3 separate regions of the Gossypium hirsutum genome follow, and all the other regions are linked to region 1. A link is a contact called in public Hi-C data. All regions are on one chromosome and are shown on one strand. The core of a region is the stretch at or near the end of the contact, and the rest is flanking DNA. Distances in the headings are between cores, read along the strand shown.

What was found. A called contact is a pair of places that touch in the nucleus more often than the background predicts.
Region 2: a contact with region 1 is called in a Hi-C map of leaf, with 4 times the contacts expected there. The contact joins two enhancer-like sites. A contact is called at or near these places in 4 of 34 Hi-C or Micro-C datasets (anther, callus and leaf).
Region 3: a contact with region 1 is called in a Hi-C map of leaf, with 3 times the contacts expected there. The contact joins the promoter of LOC121208594 here to the enhancer-like site in region 1. A contact is called at or near these places in 18 of 34 Hi-C or Micro-C datasets (callus, hypocotyl, leaf and 2 more).

The regions. Positions count from the first base shown.
Region 1 is chrA10:6,029,922-6,032,730 of Gossypium_hirsutum_v2.1, forward strand. No RefSeq gene overlaps it. Among protein-coding and RNA genes, the nearest start is that of LOC121208590, 45 kb to the left of the region's middle. Within about 2 kb of position 1,375, at least 8 of the 9 cell types and tissues checked have an H3K27ac peak or open chromatin away from gene starts, as enhancers often do. A contact at or near this core is called in hypocotyl and leaf, where this site is marked.
Region 2 is chrA10:5,948,125-5,950,824 of Gossypium_hirsutum_v2.1, forward strand. No RefSeq gene overlaps it. Among protein-coding and RNA genes, the nearest start is that of TRNAS-GCU, 9.2 kb to the right of the region's middle. Within about 2 kb of position 1,302, at least 1 of the 9 cell types and tissues checked has an H3K27ac peak or open chromatin away from gene starts, as enhancers often do. A contact at or near this core is called in leaf, where this site is marked.
Region 3 is chrA10:6,135,360-6,138,323 of Gossypium_hirsutum_v2.1, forward strand. It overlaps LOC121208594 (transmembrane protein 87A), which reads left to right and starts at 1,491. Exons shown (of 5, transcript XM_041079692.1): 1 at 1,491-1,801; 2 at 2,128-2,964. The coding sequence starts at 1,593.

The DNA.
Region 1 (2,809 bases), core at 125-2,624:
CTTATTTTTTTAAAAAATTATCTATAAATATATAATTAAATTAAGGTAAGAATAATATTACCAAAATTAGCGATTTTATATACTTAGAGATTGTTTGGACGATGAAATTTAAAATTTTTTATATTTTTAAAATGTTAGTATTTTAGAACCCATCAATTCAAAATACATTTGTAATCGAAATTTAAGAAAAGCTAGGTTATTGAAATTTTAAAATTAAAAATTAATTAGAAAAGAAGAATAATTGTATTACAATAAATAATATAAAAAATTCAATATGAATATCATTGTATTTGTATAATTTTATAACTAGTTTTAAAAGAATAGAACTTAAAATATATATTAGAATTAAATAAAATTTATTTTTGAAGTTTAAGTTCTTATATTATAGCAGGACAATGTGTATTAAATCAAATAAAAATATGAGAAATTAAAAAAAAAATCCACCATTTTAGGTCAAATTTGAAAAAGGAAATTGAGCTAATAAAACCCTCTCTTAAAATTACTCAAAAAATTTTAAAATATTTATCCTAATATGTTAATTCAGATTTTGAATTTTGAAAAGCTTGTTACAAATGAAATACCTCCAACAAATCTCTCATCCAAATACACCCTAAAGTTATCCATTAATAGGGGCGAAGTAAGAAATTATTTGAAGGGAGCGAAATTAAATTATAATTTTCACAATAATACAAATGTAATTTTATTATTTTAATAGATTATATCTTTATAATTTTTAAAATATTAAATTAAATTTTTATAATTTTAAGAGATTATAGTGTAATTTTATTTTTATTAAGTTAAAATTTTAAAAAACCTAGATAAAAAATATTTCGATTTTAGAGCCGGGCACTTGCCCTAACTGCTCGGCTGTCCATTAAATTTGAAAACACTAATGTATCTGATCATATAATTACAAAAGTTAGTAATTTGAATGGAATTACAAAAGTTTTGGTTGATGGAACCATAATACGGGTCGAATACGAGGCGCTCCCGACAGTCTGCTTTAGTTGCGAAAAATACGGGCATGTTAAAGAACTGTGCCCGACGGTGAGTGTTAAGGTACCTTTAGAGAGGCCGGTGACTGAAAATGCGGTGGCTCACAGGGAAGGTGTTGGAGAAGTCAGTAATGGAAAGAGCGCCGATTATGGACCATGGATGTTAGCAGAGAGAAAATCACGGCGGGGTAAACGGGACTGTCGGGCTAAAGGAGATGTGAAACTTGGAAAGAACCCGTTGGGTTCCAGATTTGCGCCATTAATGGTGGATGGTATCTCAGGGGGAGATATTATTGGAGCTGATGGGGGGTTGACTGAAGAGGGGAACGACCAAGTAACTGTGGGTAATTTGTTGAATGAAAATAGGGGTTCTTCTAAGGGAGAATCGGGCTACTCATCTAGTTTGGGTCGTGAAGAAGAAGGGAATTTGAGAAAGTCGGTTAGGCCTATTCTGGGACAAAGGGAATAGCGGGCCAAGTCTTGTTGGGCAAAATATTTTAAAAGATTATAATTTTTCTAAGGCTCAGGGGAAAAGACCTATGGGGCCAGAGGATTTTATTCAAAAAGATAAGGACCTACCTATTAATCTTCTCCTTTTTAATTATATTTCCTTTTTGTCGAATGCAGGTGCTTTGCGTCTGAAAGAGGGTAAGGCGCAAACAAGCAGGCCGATGGACATTCAGCGTGGTAGGCCAAGGGGTGGAAGAACTGGGCCAGATGGTCATGTGTCTTTAAATGGACTTAACCTTGGTGGTCTGGATAAGTCTTTATTTAAGGATCAGAATCCTAATTTGGACAAATAGGGTCCAAGTGGCCTTTCTGCTAATATTGGTTTTGACCAGGAAACTACAACTGTACATTCGGGTGCCTCTGAAAATAGTGGTCATAATTTAATTCACAACAATCCTATGTTCAAAGGCCTGAATGACTCTGTTGTCAAATTAGACACAAAATTTTTAGATCCCAAGCATCATTCGGCATTTATTTTTAAGGGAAATAATGAGATTAAAACGCAAAAAGGTAACAAGAAAAATATTTTAGTTAATACTAACAAATCTTTTTCTATTTCCAGAGGACGTGTTTCAGAGATTAAAATTGCTAATAACTGTGGTGGAGCCTCTCTTAATCGTTCGTTCAAAGAAAAAGAAGGTAAATTAAAAAATGCGAGAATTTCTAAAATTCCGTTGACAAAAGCTATTAGCTCCATGGTTAATCTTGTCAAGTCGCAAGTTGAGACTAGAGCAGATATAATCAGAGGAAATATTGAGAGTCAGACTAGTGATCCTAGACCCGCACCCAAATGATTTGGTGGTATCTTTATTTTGTTATTTTGTTATTTTTTATTTTAAATATGAACTTTACTATTTTTTGTTGGAATTGTCAAGGTTGTGCTAGCCTAAAATTTCCTCGTATTTTTTGGGAATATAATAGAGAGCATAAGCCTGACTTAGTTGGTCTTTTAGAAACAAGGGTTAGTGGTTCTAAAGTTGATTCTGTTATTGCTAAGCTCGGGTTTGAATTCTCACATCATGTGCAAGCTGTTGGTTATTCTGGAGGAATTTGGGTAACCATTCTCAGTTTATTACTCTTAGAATTTTTGGAAAGTCTTTTCGACAACCGGTATTGGTCACTTTTGTTTATGGCAGCCCTAATAGCCAAAAGCGGAAGGAATTATAGAATGCTCTCAAATATATTGTACTAGTGGACGAGACTCCGTGGCTTGCGATTGGTGATTTCAATGTTATTCTCAATTTGTGTGAAAAAAGAGGTGGTCGGGCTGTTGGTAAAAGGTGTGCTCTTTTTAGTGAGTTCAT
Region 2 (2,700 bases), core at 52-2,551, 82 kb before region 1:
AGGCGCACCCCAAACAAACTGATGTAGAGATCCAAAATTGTGATAAGTGGATACCCTCTTTAATTAACACATCATTGGTATTAATACTAGATTTTGTGACATCCACAGTGTAAGTGAAAGAAAAAAAAGTAATATTTAAATTATATTTATACAAAAAAAAAACAAAAATTGAGTTATAGGTAAAATGATAAAGTGTTTATAAGTAAAATTATCGTTAGGTTTGGGTTCAAACCTTAAACATAAAATTTTTATTTATTTTATTTAAATATTTATATAAAAATAGTAAAAGACAAAAATATCATTATATTAATATTTAATGTTTTATTAAAAAGGGTTTTTAAGTAATTTCCTGACTAAGTTAGTGTCAAGTTGATTTGTGTCACTAACTCCGTCAACCACATTTATAAGTATTATATGAATTTTACATCGATATAAGTGAATCTTTCCTCAACCAAAATTAATTATCCAACTATCTTAAATCTTCATATGATTAAAATGTTAATTTAAATTTCTTCGAAATTAACTTTGAACTCAATCAACAATTTATAGCTTTTATATTTAAGTATTATTCATAAATCTAATATTTTATATTTTACTCTTTCCAATTCATCTCAATGTATAATATATATATATATATTAAAATATAATCACACAACATTATTTATTTATGAACTTTTCTTCCCTTTATCAATTTAATAAAACAAAATAATCTATCTTTTCATGGTATATCCAAGTTTCTATATTAAAATTCATGCATTATTATCACTAATTAATTTTAACAACTTCATTAAAAATATTATTTTTTAATGTTATTGATAAAATAAAAAAATAAAAAAATACATACAATCCTTAATTCAACTTGTAGTTAGACAAAAGAGTGATATGGATTGACAAGGTTCACAAGCCTAGCTACCTAATCCGTGACCAAAAAGTAAAAAAGTTCCATACAAAATTGATTGTCCATCAATTAGATACCACAATTTATAAAGATCATTAACTAGAAGTAACTACAAGTCTATGAACCTACCAACTTACACTTAATTTTATGTATAGCCACTCAAATTGATATTCATTTTTTTATAACTTTTATCACTTAAAAATATCTTATTTAAAATTAATTTATTCTACAACGTGTAAACTTGTATGTATAAAAAAAAATTGAGTCATGAGGTGTGATGTGATGGATGTTCACCTCATTTCTTAATTATATGATTTAGGGTTCAATCCTCTCTTATTGAAGTTATACAGCCCAAATTCTGCCCAGGCCCAATAAAATAAAATAAGCCCAACTACCTACCCAAAATCAAAACCCATTACAGCCCTAACCCAAACAAATCAAACTCAAACCCAACTAAAATCTAGCCCCAGCCCAAACTAACAATCAGAAAAAAAAAACAAAAAAAGAGAAAAACCCTTCCTTTGCCACCGCCACTACAAGCGCCGCCTACTGCCACCGCCTTGTCCGCCCACTTGCACCTGCAGATTAAATGAAGAAAAGACAGTAAATAATAAACAAAAGCATGTAAAATGACTATAAAAAGCCAAGCCAAAATTTATTGTTAACATTCGGCAATTTTCATAAATACAAGCACTAGATTTTAAAACACAAGCAAAATAGTGATTCCAGTAATACCAAAGCAAGAGAATAGCCCCCAATCAGGGAACCAAAATACCAAAAATCAAAATCGAAAGCCTAAGGTGATTTTATTTTTTTTATTTCTTTCTAATTTACGAATTTGTTCCCTTCCATATTTATATATGCAATAAAGATAAAAAGAAACTAGTACCTTTCAAAGCGCTGAGAAAAAGGGAATTTTTGACCTCCGGCCGTCGTACACGGCAGTCGCCGGTGGCGGAGGTGCGGCAGAGGATGGTGGTGACTGGTCGGAGCCCTCGCCGGATTAGAAGACCTGCAGAGAATAAAAGAAAGAAGGATTTTTTTTTGAAGAACTGATATCAAATGATTATTTATTTATTTATTTTTTTTTAACTTATATAGGCTATATAAAACGACGTCGTTTTAGCCTAGCCTAACCCGATCCGACCTGCTCCGGCCCAGGATCCGCGTGTTTTTTAACGGAATGACTAATTTCACTTTTACCCCTTCCGCTTTTTTATTACTTTGCAATTAAGTTTTTTTTGGTTTTAATTTTGCCCCGAACTTGTGCTTGGATTTCAATTGAGTCCTACTCGATGCTGCACGTTTTAGAGAAAGGGGTTATTGCCCTATTTGGTCCCTCCTTGTTGTTTACGCATTCGATAATGTCCTTTTCTTCCTTATTTATTTTCAAATTGGCCCCGAACTTCCATTTTAGGTTCAATTTAGTCCTTTTTCCGCTTATTTTGCCTTTTTATTTTCAAATTAATTTGTCTAACACTATTATTATTATTATTGTTATTATTATTACTATTATTACTATTTTTATTTTTATTAACATTAACATTAACATTAGTATTATTATTTTTATTTTATTTTATTATCATTATCATTCTTGTAATTATTATTACTATTCTTTTACTATTATTATTTAACATACTATTATTACTATTGTATTATTACTATTATTATATTTTCATCTATGTTTATTTTATTATTTATCTAATTTTTATTTATCTATTTATATTTCTGTTATTGTTATATTTTATGTATTATATCTCTATTTACATTTATGTATAAATATCATTATTTTATTATTGCTA
Region 3 (2,964 bases), core at 241-2,740, 110 kb after region 1:
TTAGGTCTAAAAAATGAGTTTAAGTAAAAAAATTAGACTCATATAAAATATGGGTTAAACTCGGACTTCAACATTCAAGCCCTGACTTGGCCTGACACGTTTTTAAGTTTATAATACTTTATATTATATTATTTTTATATATTATATAATTTAGAATATATTAAAAAAATAAACATACACTAAATATGTAATACTACTCTGATATAAATATTAAAATAATGTTAAGATGACTATGTAAAAAATTTCAATAAATAAAAAATATATAAAATTATTAAATATTAAAATAATATAATATAAATATTTTTTAAAATTAAAAATAATATGGGAAAACTTTTGCAAAAATAGACAGATTCGGATAAAATTTAATTTTAAGTTTATATTTCGAGTTGAGCCAAACTTAAGGAAACATAAAGTGTATTAATATCATGCTTAAGCCCGACTTATGAACACCACTATTTGGTATCATTCAATTTTTTTAAATTAGATTTCAATTAAAAACCATATAAAATGTTAAAAATACTTGAAGACACATAGCATTTAATGAAATTGAAAATTAGGCATTCCAAACAAATTCAAATATTTGTAATAAATTTAAAAATCGAAATTGAGATTTAAAAAATGGATATAATTTTAATTTATCAATATTTTTATTTCATCACCAAATTTTAAAAATAGAAACAAAATATTGAATTTATTATTTTTAATAAAAAGAAATTGGTCAAGCCTAGAACTGATCATGGGCTGGGCGGCCCGACCCGCCCGAAAAATGGGAGGGTTTAGGTAAAAATATAGGCCCGAAAAATGGGCTTGGGCAAAAAAATGAGGCCCGTTTAAAAAACAGGCCGGGCCTCGAGTAAGAGTTTTTTGACCCGGGCCTGGCCCGGCCCGAATTATATATTAATATATTTTTTATTTTATTTTTAATTATTTTAAATTTTTAATATAACTATTTTTTATTATATTGTTAATTTGTGTATTGTTTTAAGAATTGTTTTAGTATTATTTTTATTTGTTTTAATATTTATTTTTATGTTTTTAAAAATATTTGATTTATTATATTTTTAATTTTTTATTTAATAAAATAAAAAAAATAATATGAGTCGGGCCGGGCTCGGGCTTAGTAATTTTATTTCGGGCCGGGCTTAAGCAAAATTTTAGGCCCATATTTTGAGCCGGGCCAGGCCTAGACCTAATAGACCGGCCTAAAATTTTATTTGAGCCCGGCCCGGCCCATGATCACCTCTAGTCAAGCCCAGCTGATGGGTTGACAGAACAAAACTGGCCAGGTTTTAATTAATAAACCGACAGCACTGAATGCACATTGTTCTCCTTAATCTGATTACCTCATTAAATTATTAAAAATTTAATTCACAATTATTAATCTTAAATAAAACCAAGAAAGTCAATTATCTAAGGGTCAGGATTAAATCCTCCTCACCTCCCGCACCTATCCTTCTTACTAATATTATTTAAAAATTTCTACTTACACAGTTTACTTGGTCCTTTAGCTCTATTAGAAAGACAAAAAAAAAAACCCCCTTCGCAAATTAGCAGATCCAACCAAAGTCTCCATCTTTTTCATTTTATTGGCAATGCTTAAGCTTCGAGATTCATTCTTCTTTCTACCCATTTTGTGTTTCTGCTTTGTTTTCTTTGTTGACGGTTCGGTTCATGAGTACAATGGTGAGAAATTCGTGGGTAAAGGCAACGCATTCGTCGTCCATGGCGGCAGCGAAGGCATTTATTCTTCTTTTGCTGACCCCTACAATGTAACCGCCACTATTGGTGACTCTTATATCCGGTAACTTATTCCCTTTCCCCCCTTTTTTTATTTTCCGTTTTGCAATTCCCTTTTTGTATGTAAGTATCTGCTGCTTTTAGCTTTTAGATCTCTTAGTTTTGTAGATATCTTTGTTTGAAATGTGTGGTATTAGGATCTGATACTGCATTCAGAATTGAGTAGTAGGGCAAATTTGAAAAGAATTTAAAACTAGTGAATTTAAAGTTTATGTTTTCTGGAATGAAACTGAAGTTTAGTACCCAAAGAACAAAATTTCATGTGCAATTGCTTATGTTCCTCATTTTCTTCCTTCTGATTGCCTTATTTTGCATGTAATATTGAACCAGTTTTGAGAAGGTTACATTCCGTAGACCCAAAGAAGCTGCTAACTTTAGCAGCAAGGCTATACAAGCAGTTGTTTTCGAGGTCGAAGATAGAGACACGATTGGGGGTTCAGCTTATGGGGGACAAAGAGCTGTTTGTTGCACGGCAGATCTTGCGAAACTCGGTGTTTGTTTAGAAGGAGAAGTTATTTATCGTCCTTCCACCGAGAATCCTAACTGGCCCAAAGTGTTCGGCATCTCCTTTAATGGAGATGATGAGGTTGCAACATTGCGATCAAGGTCTATAAAGATTACTAAAACTGGGATGTATAACTTGTACTTCATTCACTGTGATGTGAACCTTAAAGATTTGACTGTGGAGGGGAAAACCATATGGAAAAATCCTAATGGCTATCTACCCGGTAGAATGGCCCCGCTGATGAATTTCTACGGGTTCATGTCCCTTGCTTTTGTGATCCTTGGAATCTTTTGGTTCTCGCAGTATGCAAGGTTTTGGAGAGAGATTTTTCCTTTGCAAAACTGTATAACATTAGTGATAACGCTCGGCATGCTTGAGATGGCTCTTTGGTATTTCGATTATGCTGAGTTCAATGAGAGTGGAATCAGGCCAGTTGGGATCACCATGTGGGCGGTCAGCTTCGGTACTATCAAACGTACAGTTTCTTGGATTATCATTTTGATGGTTTCGATGGGTTATGGTGTTGTGAGGCCTACCCTTGGTGGGCTTACTTCAAAGGTAATCATGCTTGGGGCAACTTTCTTTTTGGCGTCTGAAGTTCTTGAAGTGGTAGAAAATGTTGGTGCAGTGAGTGATCTTTCTGGAAAGGCAAGACTGTTTTT